Regions from separate parts of the Canis lupus genome. Here region 1 is linked to region 2. Evidence: chromatin contacts called from public Hi-C data. All regions are on one chromosome and are shown on one strand. The core of a region is the stretch at or near the end of the contact, and the rest is flanking DNA. Distances in the headings are between cores, read along the strand shown.

The links. Hi-C and Micro-C count contacts between places; a contact is called where the count stands out from the background.
Region 1: a contact with region 2 is called in a Hi-C map of blood, with 2.7 times the contacts expected there. The contact joins the promoter of LOC102153308 here to the promoter of ZSCAN25 in region 2. A contact is called at or near these places in 2 of 9 Hi-C or Micro-C datasets (both in blood).

The regions. Positions count from the first base shown.
Region 1 is chr6:10,184,359-10,191,121 of UU_Cfam_GSD_1.0, reverse strand. LOC102153308 (zinc finger protein OZF) reads left to right here and starts at 3,925. Exons shown (of 5, transcript XM_038539409.1): 1 at 3,925-4,413; 2 at 6,001-6,171; 3 at 6,628-6,725. The coding sequence starts at 6,138. LOC111096212 (a long non-coding RNA gene) reads left to right here. Exons shown (of 3, transcript XR_005360575.1): 2 at 1,524-1,724; 3 at 3,418-3,753.
Region 2 is chr6:10,020,502-10,027,292 of UU_Cfam_GSD_1.0, reverse strand. ZSCAN25 (zinc finger and SCAN domain-containing protein 25) reads left to right here and starts at 2,531. Exons shown (of 8, transcript XM_038539400.1): 1 at 2,531-2,629; 2 at 4,360-4,471; 3 at 5,330-5,418; 4 at 5,512-5,745. The coding sequence starts at 5,359.

The DNA.
Region 1 (6,763 bases), core at 2,676-5,175, 160 kb before region 2:
ATTTTCTTTTTTATTTATTTATGATAGAGAAGGAGAGAGGCAGAGACACAGGCAGAGGGAGAAGCAGGCTCCATGCACCGGGAGCCCGACGTGGGATTCGATCCCGGGTCTCCAGGATCGCGCCCTGGGCCAAAGGCAGGCGCCAAACCGCTGCGCCACCCAGGGATCCTGGAATTCTCGTATTCTCCCCACCTACATTTATTGTTTTTTAAAACATTCTGTCACTTTTTAAAAAGAGATTTTATTTACTCATAGAGACACACACACACACACACACACACACACACACACACAGGCAGAGGGAGAAGCAGGCTCCATGCGGGAGCCCGAGGTGGGACTCGATCCCAGTCTCTAGGATCACACCCCAGGCTGCTGGTGGCGCTAAACCGCTGCGCCACAGGGGCTGCCCTCTGTCACATTTTTTTATAGAGGTTTGTAAATCCAAACACATATATACATATAATTTGTGCTATTATTATTTTTGCAAATCATTTGAAAGTTGCAACATCAACACCTTTAAACTCCTAAACATTTTAGCATGCATCACACTAAATTTAAGTATATATTATGCTAAAGAACAGAAGTATTCTCTTATATAACCACTGTAAAATGACCAAATCTTGCAAATTTAACATTAATACATAAGAATATCTAATATATACAACATATTTAGATTTTACAAATTGTCCCAGTAATGTATTTTATAAATTTTTTTCTAATTCAGCTTCCAATCTAAGATTATGCATCACAATTAATTTTCATGTGTTTTTAGTTTCCTTTGACATGGTACATTTCTCAGCCTGCCTTTGTGTTTCATGATATTGATTGTTTTTGTTTAATATTTTATTTATTTATTTGAAAGAGAGAATGAGCAGGAGCTGGGGGAGAATCCTGATGCAGCTGATCCCATGACCCTGAGATCATGATCTGAGCCAAAATCTAGAGTCAGATACCTAACTGACTGAGCCACTCCGGTGCCCCTGGTTCCTCTGAGAATTTGAAGGGAGCTCTGCACCTGGAGCAATCTGAGCTCAAGAAAGCTCAAACACTCTCATATCAAGTGCCCTGGTTTAGGATTTATTTATTTTAATTTAATTTATTTTATTATTATTATTATTTTTGGTTTAGGATTTCTGGCTCCTGTAGGAGCCACTAGTGGGTTTATTGGAGCTAATTTTGAATTTCAAGGATGGAGGCAAACAAACTCTTTTCCAGAAAAGCATAGTGTTTGAGTGTAAAAGAAATTCCTGGGGAAAGAGACAAATGTAGCCTAATAACCCCAGCTGGAAAGGAAGAAGAAAGGCATCCCTGAGGGCTCGGAACATTCTTTCCTGTGCTCTGGGCCCTTGTTGCCTCTAAGTTTGTTTTTCAGATGCTTACTTCATTTATTCCGTTTGCATAGTACAGTCTTAGTCAAGTCAGTTGGGATCTGAAGATTCAAAATTATATCTTTTTCTTGAGCAGCAAGTGGAATAATAATGATCTTAAATAATGGATCCAAGTCTCTTGTTGTTTCTATGTAGGTTCCCTGTCCAGCATAGATCCCAATGCAGGGATTGAACTCATGACCCTGAGATCAAGACCCCAGCTGAGACCAAGAGTTGGATGCTTAACCAACTGGGCTACCCAGGCATCCTTGATTTAGATTGCTTGACAATGCCCACCACCAGCCCTGAAATCCAGGCTTTAACACAAAGGAGCACCAAACCACAGAACAAGAAGAGGTATTTGAGATGACTTATTTCAGAATTTTTCATTTTACAGCTCACAAAATAGTAGTAAACAACTTGAAGCGTTCCACCCATTCTAAGGTGCCATGAAGTTAAATGATGCAGCATTATTTTCTGTGTTAACCAATAAAGAAACACTGCCGAAGTTATAATACTTTTTATTTTTTTTTAATTTATTTATGATAGTCACAGAGAGAGAGAGAGAGAGAGAGAGAGAGAGAGAGGCAGAGACACAGGCAGAGGGAGAAGCAGGCTCCATGCAGGGAGCCCGACGTGGGACCAGATCGCGGGTCTCCAGGATCACACCCCAGGCTAGAGGCGGCCAAACCACTGCACCACCGGGGCTGCCCTCACTTTACTTATTTCATATTACTAATAGGTTCCTTTTTGACTTACTTAGATATAATTTTTTTTCTTTTTTTTTTTTTTTTGGACCCGGCACGGCCAGCGCGCGCGCGGGGGCGGGGAGGGGGAGCTTAGATATAATTTTAATCATGTATTCTTAAGTGATATAATGACTTTTGTACTCAGATAAAAAGGAAAGTAAAATGATGACAGCATTGCTAAGTTCTTCACCTTCAGAATCCCATTCTTCTGAATCATTTTTCCACTCAATGTTGTTTGCACCCATGATTTTTCATCTGGTATTATTTTTCTTGCCACCAATAGTATTGGTAATTTGGCAACTCTTAAGTATGCTCCATTATTGTCTCTGGGATTTTCTTCTGATACCCATTCTGGCGTGCCTGTGTACTGCCACAGGTGTGATGACTATGCACTAGAGGCACCTGGCCAACAAAAATTTTAAGGTACTTCTGGATATCAGAGAAATAAAAATGTAAAAAACCTAATTCTAACAAATTAGAATCAGGGAAAACAGTAAAGTCTGCCTTTCATAATATTGTGACCATTCCTGGATTATTTCTGAGTAGCTGGTAAATCGTGTGTTCCCTGCCTGATTTTCAGATTCAAGCTGAGAAGTGCTTTCACTCATTTGTAAGTCTTTATGAACAATAGTAGTATTGTATGTTATCTGACCAGCACATGACAGAAAGATGTGTTTAGTCACCCTTATTAGAATTTCACAGTTAAAAAAAATAAAAAAAATTTAAAAATTAAAAAAAGAATTTCAGTTTAGCTGGTCTTTATATTTTACTTTATTATTTTAATTTACCAAATTTAAAAAGTAGGTTCCAGGGGATCCCAGGGTGGCGCAGCGGTTTAGCGCCTGCCTTTGGCCCAGGGCGCGATCCTGGAGAGCCAGGATCGAATCCCACGTCAGGCTCCCGGTGCATGGAGCCTGCTTCTCCCTCTGCCTGTGTCTCTGCCTCTCTCTCTCTCACTGTGTGCCTATCATAAAAAAAAAAAAAAAGTAGGTTCCATATTCAGGCTAGAGCCCAATGCTGAGCTTGAACTCAGGACTCTGAGTTCAAGACCTGAACTGAGATCCAGATGTTCAACTGAGCCACCCAGATGCCCCGATGCAGGGTTTTATAAACTGTGCTAAGGAGTTTATGTCTATTTCAGGGTATAGGGAAGTTACTGAAGGGTTCTGAGGAGAGTGACATCAACAGACTTAATTTTTAAATAGCATGTATTGAGAAGCAAGATTAGATGTGGAGAGACTATTCAGGTGACTTTGGTAATGTGGACTGGAATGACAATTGGTTTCTCCTCGATTTTTAAGAATAGAACTGGAGCTATAGACCAGGTGTTTCCACGCAGAGCAGAAGAGTATCTTTCATCCTCATCCAGTTGTTCTTTGGCTCAAGGGGAGCAGCGGACCTTCCAGGACCAATGTTCATAAACTCCGGGTGTGCACAATTTGCTGTTTCAAAGCCAATTTCTGTCCTCGCCTCTTTCTCACGTCTAACTTTTCCTCCTGAACTCATTCCTATATGTTTTTTCTTTTGTATCTCATCAATTAGGACAATAGCTTCTCAACCCTGCCTATAGTGTGTGTGTGTTTTTTTTTTTTTTTTTTTTCTGCCTATGGTTTTATCAGCCAGAATGCTTTCAATAAAATCACCAGTACTCGGTTTACAGATTTGGGGCTTTATTGTAGGATTGAGCAACACTAAGACTGTGTAACAGACTCACACACCACCACCAATTAATCAGACACTGATAATATTTGGACCTTTTAATTTTGTTAAAAGCTTTTTTGGGAGGCAGAGCCTGAGCAGGGGGAGGGACTGAGAGAGAGGGGGAAGCGGACTCCTGCTGAGCAGGAACCCGATGGGGGTGCTCAGTAGCAGGACCCTGAGATCCTGACCTGAGCTGACGTCAGACGCTTAACCCGCTCCAGAAGCTTATAAACGACAGTTTCTCATTTTATTCAGAAAGGAGACCTATCAGATGGGATATTATCTCCATCTAAAGGATGATACAGAAGCCCTGCACTTTTCTCCCCTGGCTCGGGAGACGCCACCCAGGACGGCACCGATGTCCTCGAGCCCTCTGGGAAGTGAAGTCCTTCCGCCGGGACCCCCGACCCGGCGCGGTCGCCTCCAAGTGCGCAGATGCGACTCCAGACGGAGCCTCGGGCTCGAGCCTTTTGTTTCCCCGCAGCTCCGCGGGCCCGGAAAGGGACTCCGTCCGCCCCTCCCGTCTCTCCCAGAGCGCAGCCCCGCGGGGACCTGCCCTGTGGCCGGAGCGGAGTCCGCACTGTGTCCAGAAAGAGGTAAGCGTAAGCTGGGCCCTAGGCGCGGGTCTCCACGCCCCGCCGATCCGTGGGTGCCGCTCCACTGCCTCCCGCAGCAACCCGGGCCACGCTCTCAGGTTCCGGCCCCGGCGGGAAGAGGGCTGGGCCCTGTCTGCGCGACCCGGGCCTACTCTCCAGAGCTCTACGAACTGCTCCCTCTTCTCTCTCGCTGGGAGGCGAGCTGGGTTTGTGGGTTCAGCGCTGAGACACTAGGCATCCCGGAAGTACGCTTGCCGCTAAGCCCGCTGGGAGATGGAGTCCGGGAACTTGAAGGAGGCGTGGCCGACCGGGGGATTCTGGGAGCGGGAGTGCGGAGTGCGGGGTGCGGGGAGCTAGAGAACCTTTCGTGGGTTTTGGCCTTCAACCTGCCCGTCTACTAAGTCCCTTAATGTTCTTAACTTCTGGGACACACAAAAAAAATGTGGTCCGTGTCTTACTCATTGCCCTTCTGTGCTTTGCTTTATCAGAGTTTTGGGGCCTGCCTGTATTTGGGGCCAATACAAAGGGTTGAGTACACACACACACACACACTCACTCACTTTCTCTCTCTCTCTTTTTGGGGCCAATGCATAGGGTTGACCGCACACGCGCGCCTGGAATGCGAAGATTTGGTCAGAGCCAGGGAAAAGCTTTGTTCCCGGGCAGTTTGCAAACCTGGGAGATGCAACCTTCGACTGCAAACCTATAGTACACTCTAAAGAGGAAAGATTAGGTTCAGAGTTAAATAGGCACTAACCACAAATTCCATGCCCTTTACAAGGACTAGTCGGGCTCAAGTCCCAAACCACGAATATCAGGTGCTCAGGTACAGAGTGACAAAACGGTTTCAGGATGTGGCAGCCATTCAACAGTTTGTGCTGCAGGCGTCTTTTTTTTTTTTTTTTTTTTGCAAATTTTGTTGGACTTTGTGCCAGCTTGTCACCTGAGGCTGTACTGACTGGTTTTGTGCCTCGTGGTCAGTCAGCCTGATTAAAAGTTTACTTTTTCTCCCTTGACAGAAGGGAACCCATCTTGTCTGTCAGTTGTTACTAATTACTGAAGTCTTTTGTTCTCGCTCTGACCATGGAAGAGAATCCTGGGTGTGTACATTTTCAGGGTCTTTAAAAAAGAGCAGGTGGGGAATCAGCTGCTGTATAAGGGCCCCATCTACCAGCTGCCTGTCTTCATGAATCATAAGGATGAACCAATTGTCGGAGCCCTGCTTGTAGTTACTGCTACCATAATCATAGACCACCTTATGGTCAGCTATGTGCTTTAGGGTCTTGGGAATTTCTGCACAGGCTGGAACTAGGTGTGAGGCTCACAGTTCACTGCCCTGCTTCTTTTCTGGTTTTGTCCTGGTATGGCATGTAGTGACTGATCTCAGTACTCTAGAGAATGGTCTTCAGCTGTGGGGACTAATTTAGCCTAAATATTAAGGTTTCAAGCAAAGAGGAATTACTTCTGAGGCCCTAGGACTTAAATGCATAGGAGTAAGCCTCCTAGGAGGAGAGAGAGAGAGATGCTCCAGGGAGTAGGAACCATTTCCAGAGGATGGCGAGCCTAACCTCAAAAATCTCTCTCCAGAGCTTCAGAGTAGAGTTGAATGGTTTACACAAAGAAGCAGATTATGTATTGCTGAAAAACCCGTGTTTATCTCTCATCTGAAACCGTGACTAAAGAGGAAGTCATAGCAGTAACAGGACAAAAAAGAGAAGCTCATCATGGATTATCTGACCATTGAAGCTGAGGAAGAAGGTAAGCATTATAGAAATAGCTGCAGCCTGCCTTCAGCCCAGGGCCTGATCCTGGAGACTCGGGATCGAGTCCCATGTCAGGCTCCCTGCATAGAGCCTGCTTCTCCCTCTGCCTGTGTCTCTGCCTCTCTCTCTCTCTCTGTGTCTCTCATGAATAAAAGAAAAAGAAAAAGAAAAAGAAATAGCTGAAGAAGAGAGACTATTTCATCTTGCTTGCTTTTGTGATAAAAGATAGGTGATGCTTTTCTACTCCTTGTTAGATGATTCCAAAAGGTTGATGTATTGTGGGTCTACAATTTAGTTTTTTGGGCAGTGTGTTTTCACTTTATCATCTTTATCCTCATCCTACCTTTCTGAGTTAGGTTGAGTGGGGCTTGTGTATATAATTTAGCTGGTTTATGATAGCTTTTGTCTATTGAATAGAGTTTACTTCCTTTGTGGCTTTTTATCCCCCTAGTCCTTCCAGCCATTACTACAGAGGATGCTTCTCTGCCCCAAAAAGCGAACACAGAAGAAATGGAACCTACTGTTGGACTCCTTCCTGTGGAGTTCCAGGCAAGTTTGAGTTCCCTCCTCTGAAATCTTAGCTAGGT
Region 2 (6,791 bases), core at 1,282-3,781:
TGCAGGTCATGATCCTGGGGTCCTGGGATTGAGCCCTGCATCGAGCCCTGGATTGGGATCCCTGCTCAGCAGGGAACTTGCCTCTCCCTTTCCCTCTGCCACTCCCCCTGCTTATGCTCTCTCTCTCAAATAAATAAATAAAATATTAAAAAAAAAAAGCAAAGTGCAGAACAGAATCTAGCATGATTCTGTTTATGGAAAGCAAACAGGATATGCATTTTATGCTTAGTTTGCCTATAACATTTCTGGAAAAGTTCCTGAAACCTGCTTCATGGCCTCTCCCAACCTCTGATTCCTCAGCTTCTCCTTGTTCTTGTTGGTTTCCAGCCCTCATCTCTGCTCGGCTTGGACTCCTAGTCACTCAATACAAACTCCTCCCACTAGAGTCTTCATTCCTTCTGCCTTGGCATTCTCTTATATGTCAAATCCTGACATTAGGTTAATCCACCTGTTTGCCTTAAGCAGATTTGCCCCAGATTGTACAAACAATTGTGTGGATTGAGTCTATCATTTATTTTTTTTAAAAAAGATTTATTTATTAGAGAGAGAGAGTACAGCAGGGGTAGGGGCAAAGGGAGAGGAAGAAGCAGACTCCCCGCTGAGCCTGATGTGGGGCTCCATCCCAGGTCCTGAGATAATGATCTGAGCCAAAGGCAGATGCTTAACTGATTGAGCCACCCAGGCAACCCAGTTGTTTTGTTTTCAATCTCACTTGGGTGTTCAGTGTTGCTTTCTAATCTTTCCATTCAACCTTAAGATTTTTTTCTTACATCATTCTTCACAATAGATATTTTGGTTTGTACTCCATTATTTGAGCCCATCATTGCCCCATGTGTTCTCAGTAGGTAACATCACTGGAGAAAGAGGCCAAGATTGAACTCCTTATACACCTCTGTATATAAATAAAAAAAATAATTTTATTTTATTTATTTATTTTTAAGATTTTATTTATTCATGAGAGACACACAAAGAGAGAGAGGCAGAGACACAGGCAGAGGGAAGAAGCAGGCTCCATGGAGGGAGCCTGACGTGAGACTCGATCCCAGGTGTCCAGGATCAGGCCCTGGGCTGAAGGCAGTGCTAAACCACTGAGGTATCCGGGCTGCCCTGTAGAATCATTTTAAAACCATTGACTTCAGCAAACTACAGCCCTTGTGTCAAATCCTGTGCTAGCTGTGAGCTAAATAGGGTTTTAATCCTGTAAAAATGATGGTAAAAATGAAGAATATGTGAAAATATGTCCAGCAAAACCTGGGATAGTTACTTTCTGGCCTTTCATAGAAAAAGTTTGCTGAGCCCCAACCTTTGATCATGCATCTGTGATTCTTTTCTTCCCAATTCAGAGGAGCACCTTACCCTCCCCAAAGCTTAACTGACTGAGCCACCAGGAACCCTTGAAGAAAGTTTTTTTTGATAGCACTATGAATAGCTCAGTTTTCCCAGACAAACTGAACCAATCAGGCATTTTCATTTGGCCTTGGATGACAAGGTTGTTTCATACCCCTCAGGTGTGAGTGTATGTTAATGGACTGAGGCTATCTGACACTATTTCCAAGGTGGATTGATCACGTAATTTGTAACATAAAAGAATCTAAGATCCTGTGAGCCCAGCTGGACTTGGTTCTGGATGCAGTATAAGGTATGGACAGGGCATTGTCTCTTTCCAGATGACCAATCAGTTGTCTGCTTTTTAAATGTCCATTCTTATTGATATGGCCTTTGACATTTACTAAATTATTCCATCTTCTCTCTCATTCTCCAGATCCAATCAATCCTCAAACCTTGTTATCCCATAAGTTTCCTATCGCTCCTTGCAATCTCCGGTCTCACCGACCGCCCCAGGTCTGTCTCATCCTCTCTCTCCTGGACTGCCTTTCTTAAGGCTCGTTTACCGACAGTCGTCTCATGTCTCCACCCCTCTCCCTCCTTGCTCAGTCTTTCTCAAAGAGTTCTCAGCAGCTTCCTTCCAAAATTTGTCCCTTCTCGCTTTTAAACCTTTCCAGGCTTCCCACTGCCTTTAGATTATCATCCGAAATGCCTTGTTTAATCGTCTGCTCCAGTGGCCAGGGTGGTGTCGCAACGCCGTCAATCCCTCCACATTTGCTGGGGACACTCACCTCACTTTTTGGTCCATCCTTCAAATCTAAGCTGAGGAGCCAGCCTTTCCTGACTCCCTTCTCCAACTACTCGGGTGGAGGTCCCTCATATGCGAGCCTACAGTATTCGGTGCTTCCCTCCGTCACTCTCGGCTCTGGCGCCTCACACAACGTACAAGAAGCGCGGAGTAAGCACGTGTACACCCATTGGACTCTAAAGTTCCTGGAGGGAGGCTTCGTGTCTGGTAGTATGTCTGCAGCATCCTTCTCACGGTGGGAAAGCAGATGCAAAGGCACTGAGGTGCCCAAGGGCCTGACGACCGCGAGACTCCCCAGGAACCGGGGCTGCGGACTCGCGGCTGAGCTCCGGGACGGCGCCAGTAGCCCAGTGATCATAGAGACGCACCGGCCTCCGAGAGTCCTAGAGAGGAAGCGGAAGGGGCTCTTTCCTCCCGCACCTGTCTGACAGCGTCCGTGGCCCACTTCCGGTCCGGTGAGGGCTTGGGCCGGGCTGGCGAGGCTGAGGGACCGCGGTGAGAGGCGGGTTGGGGGGGCGACTTGGGCGGTGGGGCAGAGGCGGACGGGGCGGCTCGGCCGGGCTTCGGGGCAGCTGCGGGCCGCGGTGGCGGTGGCGGTGGCGGCGGCGGGGCTGACGCAGGGGGCGGCGCGTCTCCCCGGAGCTGCCTCTCGCGGCTCGGAGGCCTGGCGGGGCGGGACGCGGGGGCTCAGGTGGGGGCGAGGTTGGTCTGGTCTGGCCCGGATTACCTCAGCGCCGCGGGTGGCCACGAACTCGGGTCCCGGAGCCAACCGCGGATCTCTCAGAAAATTGAAAGTAGTCATTTTAGAGCGAGACGTGGGATGCTTACGTAAAGAATGGCTTCTCTCTCTCTCTCTCTCTTTTAAAGATTTTATTTATTTATTATAAGAAACAGAGAGAGAGGCAGAGACACAGGCAGAGGGAGAAGCAGGCTCCATGCAGGGAGCCCGACGTGGGACTCGATCCTGGGTCTCCAGGATCACGCCCTGGACTGAAGGCGGCGCTAAACCGCGGAGCCACCTGGGCTGCCCTGGCTTCTCTTTAAGCCTTCTCTTCGCGAAGTGCCAGGGAAGAAAGATGAATGAGGAGGACCTTTCTCGCCCTCAGGGAATCTGGTAGTCGGAGACACATTGGTAAACATTTGCGCTGTGATGCGATAAATTCAACAGGGGAGTGAATAAATACAGTAGCTGAAAAGTCAGGAAAGAGAAAGCTCAATTGATGCAGTAGAGAAAACGAGTTGACTGAAAATATAAAATAGGTTTAAGAAGGATGTAGAAGAACACAAACACCTGAGAGAATATTAAGTAGAAGCTTTTAAAGTACCTCCTGCCAGTTGCTTTAACTCTGTGGTGTTAAGAGTGAACTTTCCCTCCTCTAAAAACCGGGCCTCTTCCCCACTTTGGACTCCTAGGTCTGTCTTCCCAGCTTGGGTACCCCCCCCCCCCCACTCCAACTTGAGCCCATCATGAAATTAAATAGTACTCATCCTCCAGTCTAGTATAAGCCTCTTCTTTTTCATGAGTACTCGAACCGACATTAACCTTTCTCTCATTTTGGCTTCCCCCGGGTGGCTTTTCTGTGCCCTATCCTTTGGGAGGTGAACCTTGGCCAGCCATCTAACCTCTGATATCTTCAGTTTCTTCATTTGAAAAGTAGGAGGAGGGACGCCTGGGTGGCTCAGCGGTTGAACATCTGCCTTTCACTCAGGGCATGATCCCAGAGTCTGGGGATCGAGTCCCACATCTGGCTTCCTGCATAGATCCTGCTTCTCCCTCTGCCTATGTCTCTGCCTCTTTGTCTCTCATGAATAAATACAGAAAATCTTAAAAAAAAAAAAAAAAAAAAAAAAAACAGAAAAGTAGGAGGAGTAATATTCCCTATACAGAATGGTTATTAAGTCTTAAGCGAGAGTGTGTTCACAGGTTTTCTAACTGGTAAAACCTATACAAGTTAAAAATCTTTAAAAATTAAAAAAATTTTTTTTTTGAGACAGCAAGAGAGTGTGCACAGGAAGGGAAGGGGCAGAGGGAGAGAGAATCCTGAGGCAGACTCCCTGCTGAGTGCGGAACAGGGTGCAGAGTTCAATCCCAGGACCCTGAGGTCATGACTTGAGGTGAAATCAAGAGTTGGTGCTTAACTGATGGAGCCACCCACCTCCCCCACAAGTTAAAAATCTTTTGATCAATTATAATGATTATTTGTTACTCTATTGTTTCCTCTAAGCTGAGCACACGGTCACATCCAAGCCACTGGCAAGTCTGTTGGTTTTATCTCCAAAATTTATCTTGACTCTGCATCTTTGCCACCATCCTGAGCCTCTCCTGCTTGGACCACTGTAAGTGCTGCTTCCCTTCTTGCCCCTGTGACCTATTCTCTTTGGACACATAACAGGCAAAATGACCTTTGTAAAACATAACTCCCCACTAAATAAGATTAAGCCATAATTTTAGTGTGTCCCAGTTCCTGGATAATCTGGTGCTGCCTGCCTCTGCCACCTATTGTGCAGCTGTGTCCCTCATTTAACTCTGTAAAAGCCATACTGTACTTTGGCTTGTTCTCAGATATACACAGTAATTTCTGGCCTCAATCCTTGTGTCTGGAAAAAAATCTTGAATGACTGACTCATTTTCATCCTTTCGGTCTCAGACTACATGTCATCTTTTTAGAAAATCCTTCTTCAAGTTCATCCTCCATTAACAGAGCACCCTGCATATTTCCTTTCTAGAATTTAACTCTATTTATAATTTTAATTAATTAATTATTTCTGTCTACTGCACTAGTATATGAGTTTCAAAGTGCAAGTGCCTTGTTTGTCTTGTTCTGTATTATATTTCTAGTTTTTGCAGGTCTGACATATGTGTACTTAAAGTGTATTACACTTTTGGAAGAGTAGGCCCAGGTGACTGATCTAATTATAATGTGTTTTATATTCTCTGATTTTAGTTTTATCTTCCTAATGAGATCCTGTGTGTTTGTGGGTATAAAGTAAACCCATAATTTTTCTGCACATACTAGGTGGTTAGCATATACTTACTAAAGTGAATCGACATGATTTGCAGAATATATGTTGAGTCTTTTGAAAGTAACTGTCATGTCCTCCAGCAGAATATCCATTGATGTAGACACAACTGTGATGGATTGACTTTCCCTTTGACTCATTTATGCTGTCTTTATTGTTTGGTCTTCTCAACAGACCCTCAGTCTTCTGGGAGGGGTGTGAAGATGCTTAAGGAGCGTCCAGGGATGGCAGAAGACCCTCAGCAGCAGATGGGTGTTCCTGTGGTAAAGCTGGAGAAAGAGTTGCCATGGGGCAGGGGAAGGGAGGACCCTAGTCCTGAAACTTTTCGACTGAGGTTTCGACAGTTCCGCTACCAGGAGGCGGCTGGTCCCCAGGAAGCCCTCAGGGAACTCCAGGAACTCTGTCGCCAGTGGCTGAGGCCTGAGCTGCACACCAAGGAGCAGATCTTGGAGCTGCTGGTGCTGGAGCAGTTCCTAACCATCCTGCCACGGGAGTTCTATGCCTGGATTCGGGAGCACGGCCTGGAGAGTGGCAAGGCTCTTGTGGCCATGGTGGAGGACTTCACAGAGAGAACATTGGAGGCCAAGGCGGTGGGTGAGAAGGGGGCATCTGGGTCTTGTTTCATTGGTGTGAGAAGGGGGGATTTAATGAATTGAAAGGTTTGAGGAAGCCATGGGAGTAGATGAGGTGTACAGTCTCCTTTCTCTGTTCCCAGACTCCTTGATGTACTTTCTGGAAGACAGTGGAGTTTTCAGCAAGAAAAGCCATTCTCAGGGAAGAAGCAGGGCCTGTAGAAGGGCCTTTAGCTTCCTTTTTGGTCATCAGGACAGAGGTCATATTTCCCTTGTGATCCTCAGTCCTAAAAAAGGCAATCATGACCAGTTTAAGGTCCCCCATAGACTCATTTTTCTTTGGGCAGAGATGCATTTTGGAATGCAGGGAATTAAAAAAGAAACATTGTGAACAGTGCTGTTTCCATATCTGGGGTGTCGGCTCAAATGGCTCATATTAGCGATTCTGTGGTGGTGTGACACCAGGCAACTGTATCTCAGATGCTTCTTTGGGACTTGACCACGTGTCTGTGACTCTTCGGTATAGTCATCTGATTGTTGGCTGGGAAAGAAGAAAGCAGGACTTAATGTTAACTGTTTTGCTTGCAAGTAACCATCTTTCTTCACTTTATCCTTCCTTTTCCTACTGCAGTCACTTCTGACTTCCTCCACAATCCTAGGATTTTTTTTTTTAATATATTTTAAAGATTTTATTTATTTATTCATGATAGACATATTTATTTATTTATTTAATTTTATTTATTTATTTATTTATTTATTTATTTATGAGAGAGAGAGAGAGAGAGAGAGAGAGAGAGAGGCGGGCAGAGACAAAGGCAGAGGGAGAAGCAGGCTCCATGCCGGGAGCCCGACGTGGGACTCGATCTGGGGACTCCAGGATCGCGCCCCAGGCCAAAGGCAGACGCTAAACCACTGAGCCACCCAGGGATCCCTGTTTTTTATTTATTTAATTTATTTTTTAACTCCCAATTTAGGAGCTTAAAAGTGGACCAAGAAAGACCTGTTATTGTGAGTGTGTCTCAGTGTGAGTTGTCCTGATTTTCCTTGCTATTTTTAGAGCAAGT